2 separate regions of the Hordeum vulgare genome follow, and region 2 is linked to region 1. The links are chromatin contacts, called in public Hi-C maps. All regions are on one chromosome and are shown on one strand. The core of a region is the stretch at or near the end of the contact, and the rest is flanking DNA. Distances in the headings are between cores, read along the strand shown.

Region 1 (2,700 bases), core at 201-2,700:
AATTTGTGATGATCTGCGGCACCTCGGCGATACCCCAACTGAGGACACTAGCCAGTCCAAGACCCAAGGCAACACCATCCTTTGTGCTGCACAGGCAGTACTTCAGATAGACTTTAGCCCATTCCGCGCAATGCGGAGCTGATGGGCAGCTCGGAGGAGGCGTTCCACTGAAGATACCCATTTGAGTGTGCGCTCAAACCTGAGGAATAATTGCACAAAATATGAGCGTCATAGAAAGGATGTGCTGTCAATTTGATCTTCTCATTTGAACAAGGAAATATTCTAGTGTAATTAGCAACTTCTTATTTCCGTTATGAAATAGTACCATATAGGCATATGTGAAGAAAATGCTTTCCATTTTTTACTTGAAATGCGTGAAGCAAAATTGAATAGTTGTCTAAATTTTAGCTCAAAATATGGGGGAGAGAAAACTGTTCCATCCCTAAAAAAAGAAACAGATGTGATGGAAGTTCAGAGACAACAGCTAAAAGAGAAGAATATAATAGAGAATAGTATGGAAAGAATATTCAAAAGTAAAAGGAAGAGGTTCTAAGAAAGATCGAGGAGAAGAGAGAAGATCCACTTCCCGCATGTTGCAGTTTGCTTTGTGTATAAGCATTTCAACATTACTGTAGAAAGCTGAATTAGAAAATGAACTGAATTTTGAAAAAATTATTGATAAGGACTTGAAGATACAGGTGGTCTTCATTCTCTTCTCCTATGTCCACACGAACCACCTACGCAAACAGCCAAAAACACGAACAAAATCGCTGTGTCCGTTCTTTCTCTCTCCGTCTCTCAGTTTATCTATTATCCCCATATTCTCCGCCGCCAACCAGAAAAATGCTGCGGATCCATAGTTCAAATAATCGCATCAAGAAACGTAAAAATTGAAAGACCCATCGGCGAGGCACGGGCACAGCCCAGTTCAATCGAGATACCGTCCCCTCTCGTCTCAAAATTGCATCGATTCGCCAGCGAATCCGCGTCCCCGTTCTAGCAGTCAAACGGCAACGCGTCTCCGCCACTAACAACCTTAAAAGCGCCGCAAGAAAGAAGAAGAAACCTAAAGCCGGCGCGACGTACAGGCAGGAAGAGGCAGACGGCTGAATCGGGAGTAGGGCTACTCAATCTCGTCAGACCGATGGACGCAGCCGCCAAGAAGCGAGCCCCGGCCGGAACACGGCATTGTCGGTGGACATTCACGAGGCGGCGGCACGATTTGAAGAGAAGGCGTCGCAAGGGAAGGAGGGGAGGTAGTTCGTACCAGAGTTGTTCGTCCTGTTGCCGAGGAAGCGAACGAGAGAGAGAGGGAGAGTTGGAGTTGGAGTTGGAGTTGGCGAGGCGAAGACGGGAATCGAAACCGAGAGGAGAGAGGCCGCGAGATTTTATCGCCCGCTCGCCCTCGCCGCCGCTTCTTGGCTGTGGTGTGGGTGGCTGGTTCTCGCGAGACCGGGATGCCTATTTTGGCGGGTTGCCACCGTGCCCTGCCGCGGCCGCGTGGCACCGCTCGCTCCGGCTCCGGCTCCCTGCTGGCCCGGGACTCGCGACTCGTGAGCCGTACGTTCGCAGGTTTTTTCCTTACTCTTGTCGAAACGGAAACGGAAACGGAAACGTGAAGTCGTCCACACGAGTTACAGCTACAACCTCGGTACCCCGGGCGCGTACGTCTCAATCATACTGACACGATCAAAACATTTTTTTAAGAAAAAAAGTTTTCTTAAGAAAATGATTATAATCATCTGACCGATTTTATGCCTCGCGTTAAGAGCCAATTACATACGGGCACTGCTAGGCGCCGGCGTGCCGGCCCGAGGGCTCGCGCCGGTCGCACAGCAACCGTCAGATCAGGGGCTCCCTGACCATCAGGTCTCGTCACGCGAGCCCCCACCGCCCGCCATCCTCGCACGCGCCGCCGCCCCAGCACGCGCCGACCGCGTCGTCTCGCCTCCTCACCGACCGCTCGCCGCCTCGGCTGCCCCGCGCTCCGGGACTCAGCTCGCCCCGACCGTTCGCTGCCCCCGCCGCTCGCCGACGCACTCGCAGCGCCGGCGCACTCGTCGCTGCTCATACACGTCGGTCTTCACCTCGTCGGTCGCATCTCACCCCCTTGTGTTGCAAACGCTGGAAAAAAAGTTTCAACCGTGTGTAGAAATGTTGGAATTATGCCCTAGAGGCAATGATAAATAAGTTATTATTATAACTCATGTATCAAGATAATCGTTTATTATCCATGCTATAATTGTATTGAATGAAGACTTAGATACTCATGTATCAAGATAATCGTCGGTCGCATCTCACCCCCTGTGTTGCAAACGCTGGAGAGAAAGTTTCAACCGTGTGTAGAAAAAGCTTCAACCGTTAAGAAAAACAGCTTCAACCAAAAACTTCAACGAGGGAAAGTTATAAACGTTGACAGAAAAAGCTTCAACCGTATATGAAAAAAGTTTCAAACGCCGCTCCGACTGCAGCATCTCGCGTGGTCACTCCTCAAAAAGTTTCAACCGTGTATAGAAAAGCTTCGACCGTTAAGAAAAAAAGCTTCAACCAAATACTTCAACGAGGAAAAGTATGATTTGCCTTGCAGCTTTTTATATGTATGGTTGCAGCTTTTTTAATCAACGGTTGAAGCTTTTTAAATAGTCGTTTCAGCAATTTTTGGTGACGTTTGTAACACTTGTATACGTGCGCCCCGGCCAT
Region 2 (2,700 bases), core at 101-2,600, 560 kb after region 1:
CCACGGAGGGCGTCGAGCTATGTGAGCGCAACAACGTATCTGTTTTCCCCCCTCGCTCGTGGTCACGAATTAAAGGCGTGCGTCGGGGGCAGCTGATCCAACGGATGCAGGGCGGTCGGTCGAACCTAGCGTCGGTCCGCCGACGCCTAGCATCACCCTTTTTCAAGACTTTGGATTTCCAAAGGGGACTGCTATGCGTTCACGGGTTGATCCGCACGAAACACCTGCCACCTCGATGGTCGGGCGATGTACGCGCCCGCAGCCGTCCAATCTATCTCCTCGCACGCGGCTCACTCGCCTCCCCCGACCCATTAATTTCTGAAACAATGGTCGAGTTGTAGAAACAATCGCTTTGTTACAGAATAACTTTGAACCAATTAATTCTTGAAACAACGGTCGAGTTGCAGAAACAAGCGCTCTGTTGTAGATTAACTTTGCAACATAGATGAGGTTGCAGAAACCTTTGTAGTAGAGTTTATGTTGAAGAAAATTTGTTGCAACAAAGAGCATGTTGCGTTCTTTTTGAAAAGAAAGATCATGTTACATAAAAACTTTTGCAACAAAGAGCATGTTGCAGAATTTATTTGAAACAAAGATCATGTTACAGAATTTCTTTTGCAACAAGGATCATGTTGTAGAAATGTCCCTCGATTGCAGTAGCACTATCAACCTAGGACCAACGTCGTGCCGGCAACAACTCCCGTGGTGAGCAGGTGGCCGATGCATCTTGCTGCAGCGTCTGCCAGCCATGGATGCGGGTGCTCCACAACGTCGGCTCCCGCGGAGCGGGCTCCGGAGCGACATGCCTCACAGAGGCCGGTGGTGCAGTCCAACGGCTTCCAATACCCACATGGCCGACACCCAGCACCCAGCTTGCCGGCGCGTTCGTCCGATCTACAGTGGAGCTCTGCTTGGAAAGAGTGAAGAGATTGGGACGAGCAGTGGATAACGGAAGGATTAGGATGAATGACTCGATAAGAAAAGGTTCGATGTTTTAGAGACAAAGTGGGTCAGCGGACATATGTTGAGCATACGACGCGTCGATGTTTCACGAGATACATAGGTTGATCCAAAGACTTTTCTATTTCCAAATCTTGACAAAGGTTAATTCGCAAGAGGACATGTTTGTTTTTTCACAAAACAGCAAGCAGGAGATATTAAGAGACGTGACGAAATTTGAAAGGCCTTCAGGCCCAGCTTGGTCTATACTACGGCCCATGCAACAGACAGAGTTCGCCACGGAGTTCGCCACGGCAGCCCACTTCAAACCAGCCGGGCCACTCGGGTGTTAGCTAACCGCCTAACCCTAAAAAAAATAATAATCGGGTGTTAGCTTCGTGTACTCGAAGAAAGAAATCCAGGGATCCGGGTCGCAGTAGAAGCCGGAAGCAGCAGCCGCAGCGTAGAAAAAGACGCCGTCTTTCCCAAGCGCCCCCCTCCTCCAGGAACCAAATCGAACAACCGAGAGAAGCCATGGAGCGACTGCAGCGGATCTTCGGCGCCGGCGGGATGGGCCAGCCGCCGTCGGACTCGCCGCTGCTCGACTCCTCCGAGCAGGTCTACATCTCCTCCCTCGCCCTCCTTAAGATGCTCAAGCACGGTCAGTCCCGCAAGCTAGCTCCCCTTTGGCCCCGATCTACGCCCTTTACCTCTCCACGAATCTGGGGTTAACCGGTTCGAAATTACAGGGAGGGCCGGCGTGCCGATGGAGGTCATGGGCCTTATGCTCGGCGAGTTCGTCGACGACTACACGGTCCGGGTGGTCGACGTCTTCGCCATGCCGCAGAGCGGGACAGGGGTCAGTGTCGAGGCCGTCGACCACGTCTTCCAGACCAACATGCTCGACATGCTCAAGCAGACCGGCAGGTATGGCCGCCGATCCGGATCGTAGATCTGTTGGTCCTTGCGTTTTCCCTTCTCCCACGCCAGATTTGATGCACTTAGTTTGTTCATACTCGTTTATAAAGCTGAAAAGGATCGACCTCAACTTAATATGCCAATTGATTTACGCACCTGTGCCGATACTTTTTGTTCAGGCTTGTGTGGTTGATTTGCTACTAGTGCAAGATGTTAATTTGGGGAAGATAAGACCTTGTGGAGTATTATATACGACGATTTTGGATCATTGTGTGATGTATATTGTGGCTATATCTTTATTAAGTACTCCCTCCGTCCCAAAATTCTTGTCTTAGATTTGTCTAGATATGAATGTATCTAGTCACGCTTTAGTATATAGATACATTCATTTCTAAACAAACCTAAGACAAGAATTTTGGGACGGAGGGAGTACATATTAGTTGCTGTAGTTCCCATAAGCTTTTTGTGACTGTCGGTACTTTATTTGCTAATTACCCCATGCTTGATTTCCCAATTTCATTTGTTCAATGCTTTGACAATAACATATGGTTATACTTATTTAGAAAGATATGTTGGAGCACAGTTCATCACAAATTATCCTCGTCTAGTTAAAATTTCAAGGTTTCATCAGTGGTGATCCAGTGGAGTATCTGCCATTTGAATCCCCCTTTGTAATATAATTCTCACAGCCCTGTCATAGCTACCACTTTACCAGCTATAGGGTTTTATGACTTACATAGTGTAACATAATATACAGAAGAAGTGAATTGCTGAATATTGAGTGAACCAATCTGATAAGATATGCTTGAATCACTTTTGGAGAAAGACGTAAGTTTGTATTGT

What was found. A called contact is a pair of places that touch in the nucleus more often than the background predicts.
Region 2: a Hi-C map of seedling shows a contact between it and region 1, with 5 times the contacts expected there. The contact joins the promoter of LOC123443478 here to the promoter of LOC123443476 in region 1. A contact is called at or near these places in 4 of 6 Hi-C or Micro-C datasets (leaf and seedling) and 1 of 1 datasets of contacts at active chromatin or transcription factors (embryo).

What each region holds. Positions count from the first base shown.
Region 1 is chr3H:190,897,766-190,900,465 of MorexV3_pseudomolecules_assembly, forward strand. LOC123443476 reads right to left here and starts at 1,451. Exons shown (of 12, transcript XM_045119854.1): 1 at 1,268-1,451; 2 at 1-199. The coding sequence starts at 181.
Region 2 is chr3H:191,462,313-191,465,012 of MorexV3_pseudomolecules_assembly, forward strand. It overlaps LOC123443478 (26S proteasome non-ATPase regulatory subunit 14 homolog), which reads left to right and starts at 1,351. Exons shown (of 6, transcript XM_045119856.1): 1 at 1,351-1,600; 2 at 1,689-1,866. The coding sequence starts at 1,474.